Regions from separate parts of the Mus musculus genome. Here region 1 is linked to region 2. A link is a contact called in public Hi-C data. All regions are on one chromosome and are shown on one strand. The core of a region is the stretch at or near the end of the contact, and the rest is flanking DNA. Distances in the headings are between cores, read along the strand shown. Region 1 overlaps Cdkl4 (cyclin-dependent kinase-like 4). Region 2 holds the start of Atl2 (atlastin GTPase 2).

Region 1 (6,122 bases), core at 1,017-3,516, 660 kb before region 2:
AAGCTCGCATCTGAACTTGTGTATCCTTTATCATCAAGTCCATGAGTTAGGCAAATCTGTCTAACCAGCTAATAGGGTGGTGGATCACCCTGGGGGAAGGAGCTAGAGGTCTGTTTCTAACTGTCAAGCTGCAGTTAGCTTAGCCGTCAATGTAGTTAGGAGTCTGGGAAGAATACTTTACAATCTAGATGCCCTTAATTAAAATGACAGAGGTTGGTTAATGTCCACTATCTAAGCAGTTCCCAGGCCCCTGTGGTCTCCATAGCAACTTGAGTCAGTCTGACTCTCAGGCCCAGAAGATGAGAGGCTTTTCCCGTGGAGTAGGAATGTGGGAGAAGTGACTCACCTTGTCTTAGCCGGTAGGAGACATTTAGCTCTCTGGGTGTCCGCTGTTCGTCCATGGTGTAGGCCAAGCCCTGGCAGCAGAAAGGCAATGGAGCAGTGTTACTCAGTGGTTATCATACCACAATCCAGGTAGAATCTTGTCGCTGTGCCTGTATCTTCTTGGAGACCTTGGCGGGTAAACTGTCAGGATTTGGGGGGAAGGGGCTCTTCTATCATATTGAGCTTAGACATTTAATGTTTCATTTAGCAGATTTCTGACAAGATTGAGAGCCTAGTATCTATTAAGCATGTCTGAGTTAGACAAGGAATGGTAACCGTTAGCTCTTCTACCAAGACCTAAACAGAGCAGTTCTTTAAATTTTGTTATGCCATTGTACTGGCTGGTTTTGTGTCAACTTGACACAGCTGGAGTTATCACAGAGAAAGGAGCTTCAGTTGAGGAAATGCCTCCATGAGATCCAGCTGTAAGGCATTTTCTCAATTAGTGATCAAGGGTAAAAGGTCCCTTGTGGGTGGGACCATCTCTGGGCTGGTGGTCTTGGTACTATAAGAGAGCAGGCTGAGCAAGCCAGGGGAAGCAAGCCAGTAAAGAACATCCCTCCATGGCCTCTGCATCAGCTCCTGCTTCCTGACCTGCTTGAGTTCCAGTCCTGACTTCCTTTGGTGATGAACAGCAGTATGGAAGTGTAAGCTGAATAAACCCTTTCCTCCCCAATTTGCTTCTTGGTCATGATGTTTGTGCAGGAATAGAAACCCTGACTAAGACAGCCATGAATTAACTCAGAGGCAGGGCAGGCAGTGTGGTGATTTCAGATGTGCAGTGTGGAACCCAGAAGACCGATTGTAATTCTGCACTTGCTTCACTGCGTTTCAATTTTCTTACCTGTACAACTGGATCAAGCAGCCCTAGCATACTATATGTAAATAAGCACTGCTGTTTCAGGGTGAGCTCCTACAGTTATTAGATTATACATACAAGATTCCACTGGGTAAAGAGGTGGACTTTCTGAGGCTCATTACAAACTTTTATAATGTTAATTCCTACCCTGATTTGATTAATCATTTTGGTATTATTTCTCATCGAATGTTTAATCTAGCCACAATTATAAACATAAAACAGTGCAAAAAAATAATAAAAATGAGATCTAGTATTTTCTAAGAAGTCCTGTGGATATGGAACGACTGCAGGGAAATTAGAAAATTTGACCTTTTTGTTGTATTATAATTTGTTTGTTTAGGGGTGGTCTAAGAATTGGTCACCCTAATACAAATAAAAGCTAAGAACAAGAGTGCCTTGCCAGGTGGTGGCAGTGCACAGGAGGCAGAGGCAGGTGGAGGTCTGAGTTCAAGGCCAGTCTGGTCTACAGAGCAAGTTTCAGGACAACTAGGGCTACACAGAGAAACTGTCTCAAAAAACCAAATAAACAAAATGAAAGAAAGAGAGAGAGAAAGAAAGAAAGAAAGAAAGAAAGAAAGAAAGAGAGAAAGAGAGAAAGAAAAGAAAGAGAAAGAGAGAAGAAAGAGAAAGGATAACCGTGCCTTGACCAGCAGGATGGAACAGATTATAAAGGCACTTGCCAGGCAAGTTTTACAACCTTGGTCACATCCTCAGGACCACGTGGTAAGAAAGGACCGGTACACACAAGCTGTCCTCTGACTACCACACTCTAGCTGTCACACACACACACACACACACACACACACACAATCTCACATCCGTTCCAAATTTACCGCCTTCTACACAGACATATACACCTCAGATTTATATCATATCCATACACATCTCATATATCTCATATACACAACAACAACAACAACAACAACCAGAATAAATGGAATCCAAACATTTTAAGGAAATAGTGTCCTGAGAAAAGCCGCCTTGTTCAGCGACCATGGTTTTCCCTCTCCTCTCCACCAGGTGGGGACGTTGAGCTTTGTAGTCTGCCTTGTTGCGCAATTCTTCCCCTTCACGGTGGGGTTCCGGTGAGCTAGCTAAGAAGGCAAACACCTTCCTTATTCAAGGGTATGAAAGTCCAGCCCCCTTAGCTGCATTTTACAGCCCTGTATTTTAATCATTTACTCCAGGTAATAAAAACAATAAATCGGACAAGGCTTGGTTGTGTTAACTAAATGTGGTCAGCACAGAGCCACTGTCAGAAATGACCCCAGAAGACTAGAGAGCTGTGCTAACAAAATACCATTGAGAGTTCACTTCTACTGCACACAAAAAAGCAAACATTAAAGTGTGGAAATAAACCTTGGGCCACCCAGGCAAACCATCCTGTATCCGCTTGATTAAGAAAAGTCGTTCTTATTTTCCAGGTGCAACGCTGAACTTCAAGTCGACCGGTACACTAAAATTAAGTCGCTGTAACTAAAATGGAAAAGTATGAAAAGCTAGCTAAGATCGGAGAAGGGTCTTATGGCGTTGTATTCAAGTGCAGAAACAAATCTTCTGGACAAGTAGTAGCGATCAAAAAATTCGTGGAATCTGAAGATGATCGTGTCGTTAGGAAAATAGCCCTGCGGGAAATCCGTATGCTGAAGGTAGGTCCGTCCCGCTCTGCAGGCGGCATCTGCACTCTGAAGATGCTGCGTGAGGCAGGCACACTAAAACGAGTGAGAAGAGACAGGGTTTCTCTGTGCAGCCGTGGCTGTCCTGGAACTCACTCTGTAGAGCAGGCTGGCCTCGAACTCAGAAATCCGCCTGCCTCTGCCCCCCAAGTGCTGGGATTAAAGGCGTGCGCCACCACTGCCAGGCGACAAGTCCGACTTAACTCCTGGGGTTCAGCCACTTTGGGAAGCATTGTTGGACTTTGGCTTCTGACTTTAACTGGATGTGTGAGTAGGGGGTTAAAACATGGAAGCATTGGCCTTCAGTACACCACATCCTGATTTGGAAACATCCACCCAAGTGTCCTGACCCCACTATTTACCAGATGCCTGCCTTGTCTTCTGGACATTGCCCCCACACACTTTTCCAACCAACCAGCAGAACTACAGGAGCACTTCCCTTCCCGGCAGAGAGGGGGCCCCCAGTACCGGTGGAGGTATCAACAGGACCTGCCTGTGCCTAAGAATCACCCAGCCACCTTCATGGTTTTTACATTGTTTCCTTTTGTTGCCATTGTCTTTGATGGAACTCCATGTAGAAGTTTCATGTGTTCCCAATGGAAATGTTTGCCCAGCCTAAAAATCCTTACATTTTTTAAAAGAACTTTCAGGCCTGGGGTGTGCTTCTCCAATGCGAACATCCGTGGAACCCCTAAATCTACTGAAATACAGAGTTTAGAGGTAGAGGGATCTGGGATGGGTTCCAAAGTGTCTCATTTTTAACAAGCTCCCAGGGGTGGAGACACCACTAATGGGTGAACACACGTTCATTAGCAAGACCCTACAGTTTGAAGAGCACACAGTCACTTTCTAAGTATCTCATATTATTTTTAATGGACTTTCGGCTTGTAAATGTGAAGAACAATTAGATTGTTTCTACTTTTCAAGTATCATATGCATAAGTTTTCCCCATCAGTTGCAGTTTTATTTAAAATAGAATTTGATTTAAAAAAAAAAAAAAAGTTCGATCTTAATACTTGGTCGGCAGAGGGCGCTAGTGACATTGTTGGGTCCGGCGGACATTGTTGGGCAAAGCTGCAGGATCTAAGACCAAAAAAAGCTGCTAACTTAACCTTCTCCCGCGCCCTCTCTGGTCTTTAGATAAATCTAATACTTAGATTATTGCTTGCAGGTTTACCTTCTAATTTAAAACAGCCCAAATCTAAGGGTGAACCTAAGACGCAAAGTAGCCCAAGCTTCGTCCCCTCCGCCAGGCTCAGAACCTTCTTTCCTGCCTCTTGCTGTTGCTCCCTTGCTAGCTGGGAACACATCCTCCTTTATGTTCCTCACACTCTCCTCCTATTTAACTTGGATTGGCCTTTCCTTCACACTACCCTTTACACCCCAGGCAACCACAGCACCGGCTAAGTCAAGGTCATTTGCTAAGGAGCTGTGAATCGCTGGCCGGCCCCTGGACAGTTTGGCCAGGTTACACTCGGGCACCGCGTGGAGCTGCAGCGTCTGGAAATCCCTTGTCCACCTGGCAGGGAAACGGTCCAGCTTCCAACCCGTGGTTTTGCTAGAGCTCTCTTGCAGCGCGTGTCTTGTGAAAGTACCCCTGTCGCCCTTTGACCTTCGGCTCTTTCAGTCCTGGACATACACAGAATGCAGATTGACCCGGGGCTCTGGACACATTTCCTTCCTAGTTAGAATAGATTCTCATTTCCCCAACTATTGGGCAGCAGCTGTCAGGTGATTTTGTTGTTGTTGTTGTGTGTAGGAAAATTGATCTGTTTGCTAGATATACAAGGGAAAGGAGTTACAAACAGGTGAGGTCATATGTCCTGGTTTTTGCCCTAGCTTCCCATGTAGCTAATACCCCACCACTCTCAGAGGTGAGCTACTGTGAACCCTAAACTATCTGGTCTCTCTCGGCAGAGGCAGAGTAGCCATGTTAGCTAGCTTGACTACAGCTGTTCTGGTTTCTGCCTGTTACACTGACTTCTACACTAAGATTTTTTAGTAACCCAGGGGATAGGTTATCAAACTTCATTAGCATTTTACTTTTGGTTTACAATATTGAACAAGGGGCTGGGGAAATGGCTCAGCAGCTAAGAGAGGACCTGGGTTTAGTTCCACAACTATCTAAAGTCTAATTCCAGGTGATCTGATGCCTTCTGACCTCTCTGGGCACCAGGCACATACATACATACATACATACATACATACATGCAAAACATTTATTCATATAAAACATTTAAAATATATATATGGATATAATATTATATTGCACAGAAAAACGAAAAAGAAAGAAGAAAATATAAAAGACTGCTTTCTGAACCATTTCCACATGTCAATAGAAGCCACAAATAAAACCTCCGTACATCAGAGCAAGCAGCAGCCTCAACCAGAGGACAGAGCCCAGTGAAAAGCATATCTAAATGCATGAGCCTGGGAGAGTCCTAAGATAAGAGGTGCAACAGAAACTTAGGGGCTGAGAGCGGACACTAGAAACCAGACTGCACTCCAGTCCAAGCCACCACTGACATAAGTCGATGGTAAGGGGACTGGGGAGATGGGCTCAGCTTAAGAACTCACGCTGCTCTTGCAGACCACCCTTTGCTCCCCAGCACCCAGACAGGGTGGCCCACAACTCCTCTAACTCTAGCTCCAGGGGATCTGGTGCCCTCTTCTGGACACTGCGGGCACTCACATGTGTGTGCACATGCACATACAACATACAATTAAAAATAAAATAAGCCTGTTTTTTTTTTTTTGGCCATGATAATGTGTAAAGTATGTAAACACTGATCATTTTATAGCCTTTTGCATAATGACTCAGTCCTTCATTTACGTTATACATTGTGTGTTCCTAGTTCTTGTACACTGCACGGTGCCTACACATGAACACGTTGCTTACACTTGGCCCTCACCAGGGGGATTTAAACAGTTTAGCTACTATCACTACTTACTTGTTACAGATCTTCAATTCATTCCACATTGAAGCTGATGGCTCGAAGAACGAGCAATTGATCTTAAACACCATAACAAAATTCTGTATGAGAGAATGGAGAAACCGCTCAGCCAGTAAAAGCCCCTGCTGTACAAACCTCAGGGGCCCCAGTTCAGATCCTCAGCACCTATGTCAAACACTGTGCTAAATGGCATGTGTCTGCAACCCCTGGTCTGGAAGGCAGAGGCAGGAGGATTCCTAGGACTTGCTG
Region 2 (5,730 bases), core at 1,549-4,048:
ACAGGGCCATACTGCTCTTCACTCTCATCAGCAACTCGTGAGAAGAGGGCTCTGCACGTCTTTGCTAGGTCAGTGTCATGGTTAAGTTTGAATTTTTGCCAAGTTGTGTGTGAAGAAGTTGCTATTTATCATTTTAGTGTTTCTCATAAAGGCAACTTTTTATGTTTGAGGGCCATTTTTAGACATTTTAAGTGACTTTGTGAATGTCTTCTGCCCATTTCTTATCCTCTGAAATTAAACAAAGTTCAAGTTGCCAATTTGGCAGTGTGTCTTTTGATGTGACTCATGCTAACTGCAGGCAAGACAACAGAATTTTTGTGGATTACCCATGAGTTGCACCCTGTAGACACTCTCAATATGCAAGCAGGGCTCTGGGACAGTGATAATAGTAGGAGGTCCTCTGCTGACCTTTCCACAGGGCACCTGCTACTGAGGCCAGCCAGGCCACACCTGCAGCACCGCAAGCCCGATTTACAGATAGATTGTTTTACAGATTCGATGGCTTACTTGTAAAGTACTTTAAGCAGTGCCCGGAACAGGAAGCATTCCATAGATAGAAGATCATAGTCTCAGAATGGTGATGTGATCCCGTGAAAATGCTTTAGCCTAGCACAGTGGAACCTGGAAGTTTAGAAGCATTGGGTGAATCAGTAGGGGATTCAGACTTTTAATTCATCTATTTACCAACTTACCCATTCTTGAACACCCCACAAGGGGAATGAGCCCCATTTTGTTTGTCCGTTTTAATCACTTGTGTCTTTGATATCCCAGAACAAGATGACTGTGTGGAATCAAAGAATGAAGGAACCAGTGATGGACTGGAGAACGAGGCAGAGAAACAGAAAGAAAAATGGCAGACTTCACATTGTAAAAGCCTTTGTCAACTACAGTTTGGCCTTTACCCTGAGCAGAGCAACCCTATGATCCTATTTGTATGTTAAAAAAAACAAAACAAAACAAAACTCAAACCTTCGGCTGGGTGAAGAGTCTACAGGAGAAGGGAAATACTTTGTTACAGGGGAGTGGGGGAGATAGGAGGTTGAATGAAGATACAGGCTAGGGTGGTGCTGGAGAGGAAGTGAGTTAGGGAGAGATCCAGCAGTCACAATGACAATAGAAGATTTGTTGGGTGGAAAGAGGAGAAAGAAGTCTGGAATGTGTCTCTTTGGTTTGAATAGAAGAGAGGTAACTATAATGAAGGTGGCTTTTTAAACTTGGATTTGACCGTGGGTCAGTGTTCATTCTGTGACGACCTGAGTTAGGTTTCTCTATATTCACTGGATCCAGGAGGTGTGGCTCTATCTGGGGTGCTGTAGCAGAGCTGATGAGATGCCAGTGTCTGCGAGTAGAACCCCCTCTGAAGACCAGTTGGCCAGCAGCACAGCTTTGGGAATGACTAACTTTCCCAGGATATCTGATAGGGTGTGCTCAGTGTCATGTAACCACTGACAATAAATGGGATTTTGGTCTTTGAAGGCAAAAATCCTCATCTTGACATCTTCTTTCATGCCCAAGCACCTGCACACCGCGGAGTGTACAATCTCCAATAGTTATCACAGAGAGAGATTATGAAAGAAAATCTAAGGTCAGGCGTGGGGGTCCATGCCTTTAATCCCAGCGCTCAAGAGGCAGGGGTAGGCAAGCTCTGTGAATTTGAGGCCAGCCTTGTCTGTAAAATGGGTTCCAGGATAGCCAAGGCTTATACAGAGGTTTATACAGAGAAACTATGTCTTGAAAAACCACCACCACCAAACAAAAAGAGAAGAAAAAAGAAAAGAAAAGAAAAGAAAAGAAAAGAAAAGGAAAGGAAAGAAAAGAAAAGCAAGCAAGCAAGCACACCTACTATCAAGCAAGTCCCTTACTAGGTTGCTCAGGAAACATGGGAGCAGCACACAGAGTTAGTGCAGAAGGAACTCACAATCTGTGTCTCCAAAGATAGAGAACAGGTGACTTAATCCCCAGACAGTTCAACCAAAGCCCATCTGGAATGATGCCCTCCAAAGTTTGATGACACTAACGGTTTTTTTCTAGAGGTTTTGTGGAATTAAAGGTTGCAAAGTATAGGCTTAAGAGGTTGGGGTAAGACAATCATTTGGACACCTGGGCTCCCACTTTTTCAAGAGAAAAGGATTTTCTCCTGCAGCCATGGTTGTGGTACAAATTCATGAGACTAAGAACTGTGTTCCACAGCTGCCTCCACAGGTTGACGTATCTGTTATAAAGTTTCTCGAACTTTCTACATGATGCCAGTGGATCCCCAGAAGAAGGTTCATCACAGTTAGGAGAGGATGTATTAGAATTCCTTCTCTGATCAGAGCGGTATTTTTTTGGGTTTCAGATATGCATAGTTGAGAGGGTAAAGTAGCCTCAGAAGGCGATGGGGAGCCAATGCAAACAAATTGTAGGATAGTGGTGGAAAGAGAAAACCTTTCTGTGTAGGGCCAAGATATCAGGAGAAGCCAGGCACTGGCTTCGCAGGGAAGAGGGCTGGGGGTAAGAAAGCTAGGAGGGAAAGGATGCGAATGTAACCTCACGTGCAGAGTCAACGTTAGAGATGCGAAGAGAATTGGGAAAGGAGGGACTGGAGATGCCTTCTCCGCCCTGCGGCAAGGGGGTGTGGCCCCGAGAGCGGGAAGGTAGGGACGGGATGGCGCCGGCCGCAGTGGGGGTTCCCCAACTCTTCCTTAGAAGTCTGAGAGCTGCGGAGCTCCGCGGCAGGTTGGCCCGGGCGGAGGAGGAGCGAGGGCGCTGATGGGCGTGGCTGGGCGTGTCTGGGCCGCGCAAGTCAGAGGGCGGCGCTAGGACCCGCAGGCCGCCCCGCCGGCTCCCGGGAGGTTGATAAAGCGGCGGCGGCGTTTGACGTCAGTGGGGAGTTAATTTTAAATCGGTACAAGATGGCGGAGGGGGACGAGGCAGCGCGAAGGCAGCAGCCGCAGCAGGGGCTGAGGCGCCGGCGACAGACCAGCGACTCGAGCGTCGGAGTTAACCACGTCTCGTCTACGACCTCCCTAGGTACGGGCCGGAGGGGCCGAGGCCACGGGGGGCCGGGAGTCGGGGAGGCTGCGGCCGTTCGGGCTGGCGGGCACCGGTCGCCCGCTGGGGTCGAAGACCGCGGCTGGCTGGGCTCGGCTCGGCTCTGGCCGCCGCGGCCGCCCGTTCGCTCGCACGCTCGTTCGCTCGCTCGCAGGGCCTAGCGGCAGCCGCGCCCCACGCTCCGCCGCGCGGCCTGAGAGGGCGGCCCGCGGGCCTCGGCTCTCCCAGCTGCCGGGGGAACGGGCAGCCCGGCCCCCTGCCCGCCGCCGCCGCGTGGCCGCCGCGGTGTCCGCCCCGACCCAAGGGGGCGGCCTTGAGCCGGGGCCACGGGGCCGGGACGCGCGGAGGTCGGCGGGCGGTACGGGATCGGTCACCCGGCGGGCACTCACTGCCCTGGGTGCCTGACGCGGGCCGGGAAGGGAGGGACGAGCGGGACGCGCTGGGCCCCGCGGTGGCGGTGGACGCGGGAACCGCTGGCACCTGGCTGCCAGGTCGCAGAGCTCTCTCCACACACACACCACACACACTCACACACCCTTCCTTCCCGATGGGAGCCGCAGTCCGCAGGCCAGGGCTGGGGCCCGGGCTCAGCTTCAGCTTCACCAGCTCTTGGCTCCGCCGAACCCATTCGCACGAGTTGTGCGTGGATTGGCCAGGGTTGCAAGTGTTGGCTCCGGTTGTCAGACTGGGGTTAGGAGCCCTGGGGCTGCGAGTCATTCGCTTCAGGCTGAGAGTGTCTGGTTTGAAGTCACCTGATCCCGTCGTTCCTGGGTTTTGCTGAATGTGAGCTCCTACTGTATGTGTGTGTACATGGCGCCCCTACCCCGTCGAAGACGCAGTTGCGTTGGCAGCGCGGTGTTGTGTGTTGCTCTCACTCACAGCACCCCTATTTTTAGGAGTGTAGCATTTGATCTTTCACCGTGGTGCGAATTGAACGCACGAAGTCCTTATTGAGAGTTGCGATGGTTAAAGGCGGAAAAGTTTTTCAAAGGCTTAGAAATCGTAAGGGCTTAGGGTTAGATACCTGAGGTCAAGATAAGCGTAGAGTAAACACACCGGGTATGAGATCGCTTTTGTATTTCCTTTTCCACAATCTGATAAAGGCTTTACTGGATAAAATTTAAAACATTTTGATTAAATATTTACCACAGACACTTTATAGAAAACTTTAATTTACATTTCACCATTTATGGTAGCTCTTGGACATATGTCAGAGGTGAGGATAACTTAGAATTTTCGAACGAGAAAAAGAAATGAGGTTTGTTAACCTGTCAACTACAAACTCTTGTCAGAACTGTTTACAGTGGTAGCCCTCTGCCCTTGGAAATACTTCCAGAGAGGCTTTTTAAAAACCTTAGGTGGCTGATTTGTTTTGGAATCCGTGTGTGTGTGTGTGTGTGTGTGTGTGTGTGAGAACAGTTTGAGATGTAGTGTCAACATACTTGATGTATGCAATAGGAAAAGCATAAGTTTGATTCAGTCATGGGTAAGAGCATGTTTTATGCTATTGGACACTGAGAAGAGATGAGAGAGTGTCTTGGGACTATCGCCTTTGGCTACTTTGTGGTTTCTTTCTTCCACCCTTCTCCACCCCTTTCTGCCACACTTTCCACCCCCTAGATAAGAGAGAGGAAAGAGATCCCTGAATAAAGTCAGGGGTGGGAAAGGGGCAACTCTATCGTTAGACTACTTCCTGCTGATTAGGGGTGTCCTTGGGGCAAGTTTGATCTTCGCTGTCAGGATATGTAATTTTTTCTTCTTGTTTCTTCTTTGTGCCCGACTACTTAACAACAACAAAGGACCATCAACCCACACTGCCTCCTTTGGCTCTAGCATTTATATACTGTCAGGAAACTCCACAGAATTCCAACTAACACACAATCACAGAAACTCTGCAGCTGGGAAATCCTGGTCAGTGGCTGTGGACAGTCTGAAGCAGCCCGGTGTCCCACACCTGTGTGGACAGTCTGAAGCAGCCCGGTGTCCCACACCTGTGTGGACAGCCTGAAGCAGCCCCGTGTCCCACACCTGTGTGGACAGTCTGAAGCAGCCCCGTGTCCCACACCTGGGATTCAAGTGAAAACGTAGTCTTAAAATACTTTTGTGTTTCTTACAGAAACCAAAACTCCAAAATTGTCATTATAGACTTGATAAGTAGCGCTCGACTACCATTTGTTAACTGTTCTGCCGTTGCTCATAGATCTCGGCCTTTCATTTGGTGGTCATGTGTGGAAGACTTTCACTTAACAGCCATTCCTATCAAATGACTTCTAAGGCAGGCCCGACACCGCCAGTTTGCTTCTGAGTCACCTGCATTACAAACTAAATTGTGTGCTTGTGTGAACTCATGTAGAAAAAGAAAATACCCCCAAGACATTTCCCTCCGTGTGTGGAAGATCAAACCGAGGGTCTTCCAAACATCAGGCTAAGTGCGCCTGCCTCCAGAGTGGATTTAGGATCCAACACTCCATGGTTGTATGATTGACCTTCTAGTTGATAGGATTCTAGGAGTCTTTCTGTCGGTGCTCAGTCTGTTGGGTGACGTGCTTTGGAAATTCTGTGGACTTTTTACGGGGAGAGGGAGAAGCTGCTGCTTACAGTAAAGGGATTGTTACAGGGAAACAAGGCAGGAGAGAAAATGAGACTGTAGCTGTAGGTGGGCCCCACAACGGTGCACAGGCTTTCAGGATTTTTATT

The links. A called contact is a pair of places that touch in the nucleus more often than the background predicts.
Region 1: a Hi-C map of the Ba/F3 cell line shows a contact between it and region 2, with 2.9 times the contacts expected there. The contact joins the enhancer-like site here to the promoter of Atl2 in region 2. A contact is called at or near these places in 1 of 39 promoter capture datasets (pre-B cells), 4 of 484 Hi-C or Micro-C datasets (the Ba/F3 cell line, CD4 T cells, CD8 T cells and 1 more), 3 of 115 datasets of contacts at active chromatin or transcription factors (memory CD8 T cells, pancreatic cancer cells and pro-B cells) and 1 of 9 other capture datasets (liver).

Annotation. Positions count from the first base shown.
Region 1 is chr17:80,557,120-80,563,241 of GRCm38.p6, reverse strand. Cdkl4 (cyclin-dependent kinase-like 4) reads left to right here. Exons shown (of 10, transcript NM_001360143.1): 2 at 2,668-2,892. The coding sequence starts at 2,725. Among named protein-coding and RNA genes, the nearest start is that of Cdkl4, 17 kb to the left of the region's middle. Within about 2 kb of position 2,266, at least 36 of the 459 cell types and tissues checked have an H3K27ac peak or open chromatin away from gene starts, as enhancers often do. A contact at or near this core is called in the Ba/F3 cell line, CD8 T cells and liver, where this site is marked.
Region 2 is chr17:79,893,191-79,898,920 of GRCm38.p6, reverse strand. It overlaps Atl2 (atlastin GTPase 2), which reads left to right and starts at 2,798. Exons shown (of 13, transcript NM_019717.3): 1 at 2,798-3,012. The coding sequence starts at 2,895. It overlaps Gm41625 (a long non-coding RNA gene), which reads left to right. Exons shown (of 4, transcript XR_876985.3): 3 at 1-68; 4 at 772-832.